Linked DNA regions of Danio rerio: region 1 is linked to region 2. Evidence: chromatin contacts called from public Micro-C data. All regions are on one chromosome and are shown on one strand. The core of a region is the stretch at or near the end of the contact, and the rest is flanking DNA. Distances in the headings are between cores, read along the strand shown.

Region 1 (7,736 bases), core at 567-3,066, 140 kb before region 2:
AAATAAAATAATAATAAAATAAATTAAACAACGAAATTACTAAATAACCAATAAAATAAGAATACAGATAATAAAATTAACCAAAAATTAAAATAAAAAAATTATGAGAAAAAGAAAACAAATGAATAAAGTAATAAACTACTCATAAATTAAAATTAAGACTATAGGGAAAAGGATTAAAAACAAGAGTAAAGTATATAGAGGAAATGACAAAAATGGGGAAATTAACAATATACAATAAAATAATTCAAAGTAAATAAAATAATAAACGAAGAAGAAGAAGAAGAAAAAGAAAAAGAAGAAGAAGAAGAAGAAGCAGGATAATAATGACAATAATAATATTACTGTAGGAGGAAGGAATGTATCACTTAATAAAATGTAAAACCTAAAGAAAATCAAATGACAAAATTAATAAATAAACTATTAAGAAATTCAAAATAAAACCAAGAATAAGAATGGTGTATATAGACTTATTTAAACATTACAAAAATTAGGAAATTACCAAGTTAAATAAATACAATACAATTCTTTAAAATAAAATAAACTAAATACAATAATAATAATAATAATAATAATAATAATAATAATAATAATAAAATATGATTAAATAAACAGCTACATGACAAAATAACTAATAAAATAATACAGATAATAAAATTAACATCAAATTGTAATAAAAAATATATATAAAAAATTAATTAACTCATAACAATTAAATTAAAATTAAATATAATAAAAGGAAAAAAAATGAATAACTAAACAAATTGTAAAAAACTAAAGAAACAAAACAAATGACTAAATTAATAAGTAAAAGGTTTATACAGAAATTTAAAAATGACAAATGGAAAAATTAATCAATTAAATACAATAACATTAATTAAAATAAAATAAATATAATAATAATAATAATAATAATAATAATAATAATAATAATAATAATAATAATAATAGTAATAATAATAATAAAGTATTAAATAATTAACTAAATGACTAAATAACTAAAAAAAAAACTAATGTAAAACAAAAAAACTATCACTACTAACAATTAAAATAAAATAAAAAAATTATAATAATTGAGGAAGAATACATTTATATCTAAATAAAATTTAAAAACTAAAGAAAAACAAAACAAATGGCTAAATTAATAACTAAAAGGTTTATACACTTTTAACGGGGAAATTAAGTTAAATATTAAAATAAATATTTATATCACTAACGCAATAAAATAAATAAAAATAAAATAAAGTTAAATAATAATAATAATAATAATAATAATAATAATAGTAATAATAATAATAACGATAATAATGCATTATACAATAGTTGTTCAACTCCGTTGAAATAGCTATGTCATAGAAAAAAAGTCACTGCATGATATTGGGTACTGTGGGAGGTTGCCAGTTGAAAGAGTGATGCTGTCCTCTACGAGTGCCAATAAATATGATCTCTCTCTCTCTCTCCTGGGAAACTGAAGTGCAGCCTATCTGTGTGCGATAACCTCAAATCCCTGCTAGCTCTGCTCAGCTTCACTTTAAATCCACACAGACACAAGAGAGTCACGTTTGGTCTGCCATCATTAATTACTGAGGATAAACGGGGGCGTTCAGGAAGGAGGACAAACCCACGTCGTAACTCTCACGAAATAAAGGAATGTGTCATGAGAGAGTGAGTCGGGCGGCAGGATGGTGTTTCTGGAGCCCATCTGGAGGACGGTGTGTGTGTGTGTGTGCGCGTGCGTGTGTGTGTGTGTGTGTGCGTGCGTGTGTGTGTGTGTGTGTGTCTGGAGAAGGACTCAAGCTTATACAGACAGTGAGATGACACCAGTGTTTGAGTCATACAAAGCAGGGTGGAGGTGGAGGTCAAGGACGCCGCTGGGACGGGCCTTTCATTTACTCTGCGAAAACAAATATGAGCTTTTGTTTCATAACGTCTACCTTCTCCTCCCTCGTTTCACTCTCTTTCCATCTCCTCCCAGATGAATAGACCTGCTGTGCCCTCACAAGGCTTCTCAACTTAACTCAAAGGGTCAGTTCACCCAAAAAGTGAGTTACGTTATTGGCAATACTCGCCATCATTTTATTTCAAACCCCTGAGATGTTCGTTCATCTTCGAAACACAAATTAAAATGTTTTAAATGAAATCTGTCAGCTCCCTCATCCCCCACAGACAGTACGCTTCCTGAATCGTTCAAAGTCCAGAAAAAATACCAAATGAATCTCCTCCAAACAGACCGTATGCCTTCAGTGGCTCAAACTGAATATTATCAAACCATGAGAATTGTTTTGTGCACACATAAAACAAAAACAACAACTTCATTGAACAGTTAATTTTTTCAGATTGCTTGTGCGCAATATACTGACACTGAAGAGGAGAAGAAGCTGTTGAAAAAAACACCCTGTACTGGGTCTTCTAGCAGTTTTTGTTCTCAAAAACCCATTAGTGGGCGCTATGTACATTTTTAACAATGTCAAATACGTTACAGGGGCATGTTTTCTCATACAAGCTATTTCTCATAAATCTACCAGGGACTGGCGTTTCTGGAATCTCAACATTCCTTTCAAGCACATATGAAAGAAAAGACAGTCAGCTTGTCATAGTGCTTATTATATCAGTTTGATGCTGACCAACCCACCCCCTTCCCTAAATCCAACCGAAAGTGTTTTCAAAAGCAAACTATTGCCCTTATTCTAAAATGCGGAAGTGCGCCTGTTTTCGCGATTGTCTTAGAACTTCCGATTCAATCGCCTATGGGAGAAATGACTCGGAATAATAAACGGCAGAAAACGGTCAAACTACTTGCTCTACAAACAAATGTTTGCATGACTATACAGACCAAGTAGAATAATATGACAAAGAAATGTCAAATTGCAACATCAAGCAGCGTAATGAGCAGTTTTTAATGTCTAAAAATGAATGGAAGTGAATGAGACCGGAAGTCTCGAGAAAAAATTTTTTTTAATGGCAGCGCCCGCTCATTGGCGGAGAATAAGGTCAATAATAGAAAAGCCATTTTGAGCTTAAAAAGCATCACACACTGCTTTATAGGTTTCGTTTTACCTGGTTTCTGGAAACATCCTTCACTGTATTTGAACCTCAGATCACTCCAATTTGGAGTACAAAGTCTGACACCATTTGTGGTGAGTTACCAAGCAAAACAATCACTATGGAAAAGCCATACCGTCCCATAGTTTTTAATTTACACACATACTGCACCCATATGTACCAGCGAGCACATATTTGTAAGTTCTCAAAAAGTAACCCTGGGCACATTTTCACAATAGGCCCCTGTTGGATTTCCCATGCTGCTTTTGCCCAAGGTTTCTTAAAACTATGGCAAACTAGCTTCAAGTTTTGCTAGTTGACTGCATAGTTATGGCTAGTCCACCAGCACAAACCCTTCTGGACATGCTCTTAACTGGTTATTTGAGCAAGACTATCCTCTTATTGTTTCCTCCAGTCACTAATGAAGCGAGCAGAAGCAGGAACAGGAAGCGTCTTTAAGGTCAGAGCTCTGAGTTTTTCTCCCAGAGAGACGCTTCTCTCTCTCAGGATCTGCTCCTCTGGCTCTCTGATCTGCCCACGGGGAGAGTGTCAGAAAGCCCATCCCTTTCATCTCCTCTGGGGCTCGCTTCTGATCCCCATCTCTCCTATTTATTTGATTTCCAAGATGCTGTTTGATGACTCAGAGTCTCTACCGTCCAGTTCACTGTTTGCTGTGCATCTTTCTCAGCGAACCATCACTGCTTTGATTCATGGCTGCACTGTCCTGTGCGAAAGCACACAGCTTCTTGTGACTTAGCTAGAAAAAAAGTGGAGCAGATGATGTAATGTTGTTGAATTTATCGCTTCATTGTCTTGAAAATGAATGGGGGAAACTCTAACGCTTAACATGGTGACTATGGGAAACAGTCCTGTCTTTCAATTAAACAAGCTAAAGGGGTTTTCAATTGAAGTTCTAAGAGGTCTAACCTCAACATCGCTTTCCCAGCATCACAACCACAGCAAGTGGGGGGCCAACGACAGCGGACTGCATTTTAAAGCAGTTTAAGGCTGTTTTACACTGTGGAGAAGCCACATCTAAGCCACAAATGTACTGGCAACACAAATATATTTACATGGATTTACAATATTGGGAAACAATGGATCAAATGCAAATTCGTGATGATGATCTGTTTAGCTGTGCTTTTAGTGAATGAGCTCTGTACTATGTCTCAGTGTTTGCACTACATAATCTTATGCATCTCTCTATTTTTCAGCCCAGACTCATTGGAAATATGTGACTCAACCTACATGTTTACTGAATGTAAAAATGTGCAGCTCCAGATCTATTTTTGTGCATGTGTCAGATGACAGATCCACTTGAGTGCCCTGTTTGGTACATGTTTTTTTTTTTTTTTTTTTTTAGCTCATAGAAAAGGAAAACAAGCGGAAAATCTGTTAAATCTGACATGGCAAGACAAAAAGAATTTTGAAAATGTTATCAGTTTTAATTTGGCTAGTCCACAAACTTTTCCCCCTGGCTGGTTATTGGCCACAAGTTGGTCAATGACCAGTGAAAACTAGGCCAAAACCAGTTCAATGGCCAGTCAAAACTAGCCCAACTATGGCCAATTATGTGCTACTTTCAAACATATTATGTGGGTTGTTGCTGAATAATAATTTTATGTAATCTACAGACGGAATTCCATCAATTACAACTTATTTAGGAATATGTTGAATATCTTATGGAATAGTTCACCTCCATCAGAATTGTTTTGCATTTGCCTTATCCATTTCACATGACACAGCATGTATAACTACCACCTTTATATTTATTAATATACAGTCATTTTCAAAGAAGAAACTGAGTATATTAAAATGTATTTCACCAACGGGCGGTGGCATATTTTCAGTTTTTATATTATTGAGCTTGTTTTGATTGGCCACTGGGCTAGTTTAGACTGGCCATTGGCTAGTTTTGATTGGACATTGGACTTGTTTTGGACTAGTTTTTACAGGCCATTAAGCTAGATTTGGACTAGATTGGATTTGGTTAGTTTTGATCAAGCATTGGGCTAGTTTCGTCTGGCCATTGGGCTAGTTTTGAATTGCCATTTAGTTAGTTAGATTAGCCATCGGACTAGTTTTGACAGGCCATTGGGCTAGTTTTGACTGGCCATTAGGCTAGTTTTGACTGGACATTAGGCTAGTTTTGATTGGCCATTGGGCTAGTTTGATTAGTCATTGGACTAGTTTTGACTGGCCACTGTGGTAGTTTTTATCAACTATTGGGCTTGACTGGCCATTGGGCTAGTTTTGGTCTACTTTCAACTGGCCATTGGGCTAGTTTTATTAGCCATTGGACTAATTTTGACTGGCGATTGGACCAGTTTTAACCGACCACTGGGTTAGTTTTGACTGGTCATTGGGCTAGTTTTATTCAGCCATTGGGCTAGTTTTTAACTAATTTCGACAGGCCATTAGGCTAGTTTTAGACTTAATTTGATTGGCCATTGGCTTGATTTTGACTGGTAATTGTGCTAGTTATGGACTAGTTTACATTGACAATTAGGCTAGTTTTCTTACGAAACCCTGGCAAACCTTAATGTGAAATAAACTTGTCAATCATCTCAAATTTAAAAGTATTTATATGCATGTTAATCCATTGATACTCCCTCTTGCCTAAAAAGTGGGCACTGAACTCCACCCTTCATCACCAAAATCCACTTCAACTTCTGACCTCACCACTGGCTATGAGAACTCACTCCATAACATATTCACATTAAAAAAAAAAAAAAAAAACATCCATCCAATAATTGCTAACACGACAACTTGTGGCCAATAACCAGCCAGGGGGAAAAGTTTGTGGTCTAGCCAAATGGAAAACGATAACATTTTCAAAATTCTTTTTGTCTTGCCATGTCACATTTAACAGATTTTCCGCTTGTTTTCATTCTCTATGAGGTCAAAAAAACCAAGCAGACCGAGCAACTCCCAGATGAACTCAGCGTCTGCACTACAGCTCGGCATGGATGAGCTTGTAATGTCCTGCCCATCTCTCGTACGGACTTCTGATTTTCAACAGCACGTGTGGATCCTATTTGAAGGGCCCTGAGGTGATGTTGTGGGATCCGATTCAGCCATGCGTCTCTGGAATGAAATGTGCAACAGAATTGTCTGTGTCCCTCCCCGGCTTGATTCAGATAATTAAATTCAGGGTCTTATATAAGGGGAGGATTGTTTTTGTCCTTTCGCCAGCAGCACGTTCCAGAACGTACTAGTCTCATGGGTTCTAGAGCACATACAAAGCATAACAAAGACAAGGGAACACTGCTGTTAATTAGAACAAAAGCAGGAGAAGAAAAAACAAGCATCAACAGGGAACTGCAAACATGCTCGTCAGAGCCAATCAACCAAGAAAACAACCGATTAAAGATCATTTTACACACTGATACCCAAAACTGACTATAAATGTGATGGAAAGCAAAGTACTTTTTCTCTGTTGGTTATTGTGTGACTGTACAGACTGAAGACAATAAGCTACTGAAAACTAGCCTCTGTGTGTGTTTGTGTTCTGGTCAGCATATGAACATGGGTCATGGGAATGGGTCGTGTGTCTTTTTTATCCCAGTGTGCACTCAGCGCAATATAACCACTAATCACACACTCATACTTACATTTATCTAGTTAACAAAAAGTGAATATACCCAAAACAATAAAATAAAACAACAACATGTTGTTTCTCTCTCTCACACACACAACATATTTACATTCACACAAAGTACACACACATTCTGGTTTAAGTCCCAACCGGAATATAAAAACAAGTGTACACACACAAATACAAATATGTAATAATGTGAACTAATTTAAATAACAGCATTGGTTATTTAAAGTGTTTTTTTTTTAGTATTGATAAATAATATATTAAAAATAAAACTCAATCCATCACTATATTTTATTTAAAACAATAAAAAACAGAGTAAAACATAAACAAAATAAATGAATAAATTAAATAAAATAAAATTAAAAATATGTAATTTAATTTAATTTAATTTAATTTAGTTTAATTTAATTTAATTTAATTTAATTTAATTTAATTTAATTTAATTTAATTTAATTTAATTTAATTTAATTTAATTTAATTTAATTTAAACAAATAAAATAAAATGTGCATTCCAGGTCCAATTCCCCTTAATCTGTCCCCTACCATGATTTCCTGTCTATTCTCCCATGCTGTCCCATTTCAACTAATACAAACATTAAAATAAATAAATAAATAAATAAATAAATAAATAAATAAATAAATAAATAAATAAATAAATAAATAAATAAATAAAACAAGATAGAAAGATCAGATGATGAGATCAAAGCCTTTTCACAAATTTTGGACCAATAATGAATAAATATCTCAATAAAAAAAGCAACTGGATTTTTTTCTAATCAAAAAGTACTCATTGCTAATCACCATCCCCTCTGCTAGCATTTCCCTCAACCCCCACACACATAAAACCCAAATTATCAACACCATGGCAGCCTGAAGACGACTTTAAGTACGTCTCGTTGGCGTGTGATCTGTGGATGAGGGCCACACACAGAGGAAGAGACAGAACAAGGAACAAGAGAGAGAGAGAGAGGCAGAGCAGATCAGGCCTACTCAATGCTTTCCAGATGCGTCAATGGTAAACAACTGGTTTGTCGTGAGGGCATAAAATCTGTGGTATTCCAGATCTCTGACCGAACAACCCCAAGACCAC
Region 2 (7,225 bases), core at 2,047-4,546:
TTTAAAAAAGAATTAATGAAAGTCTACACAGTGTAACTTTACGTGTATAAATTCAATTTATGTGCCAGAATACTTCTAGACTCCCAGAAAACTATAAAGAAATGTTTATTTCATTAGTATCTTTGCCGGGGTGCAAACCACGGGGGAGCTCAGCTCCCCTAAATAAGGCATGCCTTCCCTGAAAACATGATTTGTGCAATTTTGGTGGGGTCACAAAAAATATTGACAATGTGTTATTTTGACTTGCGGTTTCAGTATTGTGTAATGTGATCATGGATTACTATATGTTAAAGTACAAAAATATCATTCATGCATGCATGACGGCGATTTACACCTCAAGTAAGAAAAAAGATAACTACACATGCTCTTCTTGTCATTAGCATCAAGATGTGGGGGCGCTGAGGAGCAAAGTCCAGTCATGTCAAAGACTGCAAGCCAGATGCTTCCATATAGATGTTGAGACACTGCCTATTCATTTTCCGAAACAAATGATGTGACGTTGTGTTTTGTTTTATTTGCTTCATACAGTAAGCCAAAACAATGTTTTTTTGTTTTTTTTTAACACTGTGACATTGCTGTAAACATGTTGGACAATGCTGAAAGCAGGTAAACTTGACAAAACGGAGCCTCTTTCAATGGCTTTTCTTTCACTTTTGAATTTGCGATTACGTTTTACATTCGATAGGCCTATGTAAAATACAAAAAGCATATGTTGATCCCTATTGACATCTTCTTGATCTTATAGAACGAATAGAAAAGTGATGAGTTTATATATACATGACAAGTTTATTCCTTTTGTTGTTAAGTGAAACACATCCATATTTCTTGAATTTATGTAAAGTAATATATTTCACTCACAGAAGCACCGCAGGTAAAATTAGGCAACGATGTTATGTTGTTTAGGCTGCTGTTGTTTGTGCATGTAATATATTTATATATATATATATTGCATCAAGATTCAAACGACAGCATTCACTTATTCAAATAAGAGTAAGCAATCAAGCATTTGCAGAATTGTTTCAATCAATTAAAAATGTGAACAAGAATGCTAGTAGGGACAGAGCCCTCATAACCCTACTGTAGACACGTGAACGCAAAGTGCCAAAATGGAGACGTCCACATATTATGGGCATTCTGCTTTTACTGAATCTTTTGGTTTAGTTGCCGCATCCATCTGTTTATTTATTTTTACTGTCTGTTTAGAGCAATGTTGTAGCACCTTTTTGCCCAATACAAATTTCCTCTATGGGACAAAAAAGTTTATCCTATCCTATCCTATCCTAAAAAAAACATTAATGATGTTCAGAACATCACGCGATATCTGCAGTGGTGGTTTTTGGTGGAGACAAGCAGACATTACCACTGTTTGCACTGGGGCAGTCCCGCTGATACACAGACACACATATTAACGTTATGAAAACTTAAGTTTGTTGTACAGTTGGCAGTTCACTTCCGTTATTTGGTACGATTGCATTCCTATCAGAAGTGAACCATACCAGAGTTCGCATGAACCGTACCCCAGACCAATTCTGTCCGGCGAACTTGGGTGCTTACCCGAGTTCAGAAGACGCGTTCACACTAGCTAAACGTATACTCTGATGTCAAACGAACCCAGGTGTGGACCAGAAGTGCTAGTATAAAAGCACCCTAAAAGCCACTCCTTGAGGTTAAATTGTACTTAAGAAACCCAACTACACATCTTTAAGCTTGTTTTGGTCAATAAACACTAAACATACTTTTTTTTAAAAAAAAGCTTTTTTCAATCTTTTTTTTTTTTTTTTTTTTTTTTGCTATTTTGCAGCTTTTGTTGGAGATTTTGAAGCTCTTCGGGCATCTTTTTTTGCCTTAAATGTGCAATATAAATAGATGTTTAACCTGAAAATGACCATGTAGGTCGAAAGGTTTTGACATTAAAAAAAATTTTGGGAGAGGTAAAGTGGCAGTGTACAGATTTTCTTTTGATGTTTTGCTATTGTGTTTGATTTTAATTGAGCACCTGCCTTTAAGATTCCTAGATGTGCGCACATTTCTGTTTCTTAGTTACTAAACAGACAAACAATAAATATATTTTAACAAGAGAAAATAGTATGAAATATACCCTGAGCCAGTACAGCAGCCACAGCACCCGGGTGCTGCATTGCAACAATGAAAAGATTTACCAAAGCAAACAGCTTCAGACAAATATCTTATAGCCTAGTGGTTTTCAAAAGATCGGGGGGGGGCAAAGCAGTGCTGGGTGGTCTTTGAAATATTTAAATAAAAAATAAAATCACACAATATATAAAAAAAACATTTAAAATAAACTAAACTAAATGTTATAAAAAATTTAATAAAATGCATACGACTCAGATAATACTTTAGATCTTTCATAAAATACTTTTTTTACCCAACAGCCCATTTTGAGGGATGTAAATAAAAAAAAATTTAAAAATGGTCCCAATGTATTTCCTGTTTTACATATTAATTTCTATAGCTTCCGAGAATCTAAAAAGAGACACATATTGATAAATAATGCCATAACATCTGTTTTAACATTATGATTGAATTGCCTCTTGTTACAGTTAAGAAATAGTTTGATGATAAGCAGGAAATGTTCATGGGCCAATGACAACCCCAAATTGAAACGGTCTATATAAATGTAGTTTTGATGTATGTAATAGGCTAATATAGCCTATATAGATTTACATTTCAGGATGTAGTAAAGTAAAATATTGAAAATAACCAAATAAACTAGATTGGTATATTTTTACTTCAAAAGTAGTAAGGTTAAAGTAATGACATAAGCTTTTACGAGACAAACAGGTATAGCAGTAGAAAAGATATTTCGGATGCAACTGACTTTACCATGGTAAATCAATCATCAATCTCCTTTACCAAAAAAAAAAAACGGTTGTTGATCTAGATGAGACGATTATCCACGGCGTTCAGACTCACCTGTAGCAGGTGTTTCAGGAACCCACTTCAGCTGGCCGATCTGGCGCACCTGAAACGCTGTTTTCACCTCGTGACAGCTGTGAGCGCGCGTGGTGGACAGTGTCGCGAGCTCCACCGCGAGCACCGTAATAATCCAGCTGACATTCACGCGTGACATGACGGCATTTCAGTGGAGAAATCAGTGCCGTGGAAATGCTTAATGATCTGAGACTGACTGCAAAATGTGTAAAAAAAAAAGGAAAAGAGGAAGTCGCCCGTGTTGAACTTTCACATGCTGCACCGGCTGTATTGAGTCCTTCCTTCCCAAAGCCAGACTGGAGAAGAGCCGCCGCTGCGTCCCGTTCACGGAGAGTGTCACTTTCATTCAGCATGTGGAATCATTCAGAAATCTCTCTCTCTCTCTCTCTCTCTCTCTCTCTCACACACACACACACACACACACACACAATCGCACGCGCGCGCACACACACACTCTTGCTCAGTCTGTCATCAAAGATTTACTTGACTATCAGGATTTACAATACTACAATGATTGCAAAGCACTGAAAGAGCCAAATGTAATAAAAAGATAAGATATATTTTTAAAAAGTAAACAAAATAATTACATATGGGGTACAAAATCTGGCAAACAAATATCACCAGGTTAGTAAATAAGTAAATAAATAACGATAATAAACAAACGAATACAGAAATAAATAAATAATGATAATAAATAAATAAATATATAAATAAATAAATAATGATAATAAATAAATAAATATAATAAATAAATACATAAATAATGAAAATAAATAAAAATGAGAATAACTAAATTAGTAAATAATGATAATAAATAAATTTGTAAATAATGATAATAAATAAATAATTAATGATAATAAATAAATACATAAAAATAATGATAATAATAAATAGAAAAATGATAAAAAATAAATACATAAATAATGTTAATAAATAAATAAATAATGATAATAAATAAATAATGTTAATAAATAAATAATTGCCACTGCATCTAAACGCATCGAGTGTTTTATTTTAGAATAAAATTATTTTAAAAATTATTTTAGAGTTTCTTTTGTTGTTTTTATTAACAGCTTAAAATATAAAATATGAATATTTTTTTAAGTTTTTGTAAGTCTTATGTTTGTAAGTTTTTTTTAAGTTTGGGTCTTTGGGTCTCTTTCCAAATTTTCAAGTTAAAATATTTTAAAGTTTTAACTTAACTGTAACCTAGACACAGAAAATAATTATTATGAAATTATGACATATACAACATTAAGTAGAGCTGTGTGTATTAGACTAGAAAACAAGACCCTGTGAACTTGTACTGGGCAAAAATCTATCGCATCCGAAATAAAAATTTGTTTTGACAAATACATTATACATATATAAAATGTTAATATAGTTAAAAATATTAAATTCATAAACATATGTATATATAGAAACATTATTAGAACACACACATATTATTATTATTATTATTATGTCAAAACAAACTTTTATTTTGGATGCGATTAATCTTTGCCCGGCATTAGTTTTAACACTAACCTGTTTTTCTGTTGACGCCTAACCATAGACTGGTCCCAATATCGCTATGACTATATACAGTAGATTCACTATTCTTGTTCCTAATCCTAACAATTTCGTCCTGACAAAACGCAACTGCCCCGTGTGAGGATCGAACTCACGACCTTCAGATTATGAGACTGACGCGCTACCTACTGCGCTAACGAGGCTAATGCTGGCGAACTCGTAAGTTTTTGAAACAATGGTTCCTATTGGCCGATGAGTTTCTATTAGGATCTGTTGGCGATTGTGATTGGTTATTATACTTTTTTAAAAATCCAATTACAACTTTTTCATTACCTGCAAACAATGTTCATTGTTTTCTAACGTTTTTTTACGCCCAAAGGCGGTTTACTGAGCAAATTCGTTCTGCTAGTTTAAAAATTAAACAATCCACTTAAACCACTAGGCTAACTCTTTAAATAAGACTAGTATTACAGTTTTTCTCGATTGCTTGGATGCAGTTGTCAACTGAAACTCCACATTTTCAAAACAGTTAACACACAGGCCTAAACTGCGGCACTCATGGTCAAAATGACACATTTTGCTTGCAAAAGGCACATATCGTGTCAAAACATTTAACATATGCAACAACAGTATAGGACAGCCATATTGACCTCCTCCATCAATGCTGGCACAGAACAACACAGACCTTCCATCGTTTATATAAGGTTTGCAGAATGATGGCTAATTGAAGATTTGTGTGAAGGAGTGTCAAACCGGTGCTTCAGTGATTTCATACTGATGTTGGTAGTTTTTAATAGTTAGGAATAGATGGATTCTGTTTGGTTACCAAAACTAAAACAATGGAGTTTGGACTGCTTGAATGACATCTGTGTTAACTGTTTGGAAAAATGGTAGGGAAAATGTGTCAACCCAATGAGAAAGGGTTTACACATTTGCAAGACCTGTCCTCTGCTCTGCTGGGATAGTGATAATGAAAATGAAGAGGTACCTAGTTTCTTTAACCAGGTCAAAGCAAACTAGAAAAACTGTAAAACTGATTTGGCGGCTGATTACAGTTTTTCTCGATTGCTTGGATGCAGTTGTCAACTGAAACTCCACATTTTCAAAACAGTTAACACACAGGCCTAAACTGTGGCACTCATGGTCAAAATGACACATTTTGCTTGCAAAAGGCACATATCATGTCAAAACATTTAACATATGCAACAACAGCTAGTTTTACCTTCAAACAACACAACTTGCAAACAAGTATAAGAGCTCTTTCATTTAATCATTACACAATGCACAACAAAATACAAAATACAGAACTCAAAATGCACCACCATTGCTTGCCATTGTAGCTTATAGCCAATGGCATTTGTTGTCTCTATTTTGGGCTGTCAAATTCGCCTTTTTGCAAAGAATTGGATCAAGAATAAGATGTGCTTTGATTGAATATATATTGAATTCATGACATTTTTCAAACTGTGGCTGAAAACTGAAATACTGTAAATAAAAAAAACAGACAAAAGTAATAAAATACTGTAAATATTAGAGAAAACACAAGTAAACTAATATACAGTCAAAACTATTGGGAGTATAGGACATAGCCATACTGACCTCCTCCATCAATGCTGGCACAGAACAACACAGACCTTCCATCGTTTATATAAGGTTTGCAGAATGATGGCTAATTGAAGATTTGTGTGAAGGAGTGTCAAACCGGTGCTTCAGTGATTTCACACTGATGTTGGTAGCTTTTAATAGTTAGGAATAGATGGATTCTGTTTGGTTACCAAAACTAAAACAATGGAGTTTGGACTGCTTGAATGACATCTGTGTTAACTGTTTGGAAAAATGGTAGGGAAAATGTGTCAACCCAATGAGAAAGGGTTTACACATTTGCAAGACCTGTCCTCTGCTCTGCTGGGATAGTGATAATGAAAATGAAGAGGTACCTAGTTTCTTTAACCAGGTCAAAGCAAACTAGAAAAACTGTAAAACTGATTTGGCGGCTGATTAATCTGTTTAGTCAGAAATCATGATGTGATGTTTTCGTGATGAGTTGTCTCCCTCTAGTGGTCATCTGTTATTAAACCCTACATGACCTGCATAATGTGTTTAGCTGTATTTGGGTTAGGCTATGTGTTTCTTTATTCTGCTATAACAGACCAAAGACAAAATAAATGCACTCTTATTGTTACAGTTCTTATTACAGACTTTGGTACATTTCTCACAACACTACTTACATTTGCACAACAGTTAATGCATTTCCCAAAACATTTAGTACAATCTGCAAAACCTAGTTGATAACCCGCAAAAGCATGTCACATGCTCAAAATGAATAGCCTGGTCCTCAAAGCAAGTATTGATGTCAGTGAAAGTGTCAGTATCATCAATATGAAAAGTCGTGACACCACTGTTGATGAACAAGATACACTACATTCACAATCCTAAACTGCAGTAACATGCATGGTAACAAGAAAATAAAGCAAGATTGCACTTTAAATGTAAAACATTTGGGCCCAAATAAATGTACTGTATAAATACAAATGTTTATTTATTTATTCATTTATTTATTTATTTATTTATTTATTTATTTATTTCTTTCTTTATTTATTTATTTATTTATTTATTTATTTATTTATTTATTTATTTATTTATTTATGTTGACTCTTCTCATTAAATATCAGATTTTTTAAACCTTAATTTCCATGGTTGATTGTCATGGTGAAAAAAACTACTAATCATTTTGAGCAGTGTGGCTCACACAATGACAAAT

What was found. Hi-C and Micro-C count contacts between places; a contact is called where the count stands out from the background.
Region 1: a contact with region 2 is called in a Micro-C map of caudal fin, with 7 times the contacts expected there. The contact joins the enhancer-like site here to the promoter of gpc5c in region 2. A contact is called at or near these places in 2 of 18 Hi-C or Micro-C datasets (caudal fin and an unstated tissue) and 1 of 4 datasets of contacts at active chromatin or transcription factors (caudal fin).

What each region holds. Positions count from the first base shown.
Region 1 is chr2:49,056,196-49,063,931 of GRCz12tu, reverse strand. The region is part of intron 5 of gpc5c (glypican 5c); the gene reads right to left. Among named protein-coding and RNA genes, the nearest start is that of gpc5c, 130 kb to the right of the region's middle. Within about 2 kb of position 1,816, at least 11 of the 62 cell types and tissues checked have an H3K27ac peak or open chromatin away from gene starts, as enhancers often do.
Region 2 is chr2:48,923,090-48,930,314 of GRCz12tu, reverse strand. gpc5c (glypican 5c) reads right to left here and starts at 3,296. Exons shown (of 8, transcript XM_005171431.6): 1 at 2,935-3,296. The coding sequence starts at 3,091. It overlaps trnam-cau (transfer RNA methionine (anticodon CAU)), which reads right to left and starts at 4,667; the gene lies at 4,595-4,667.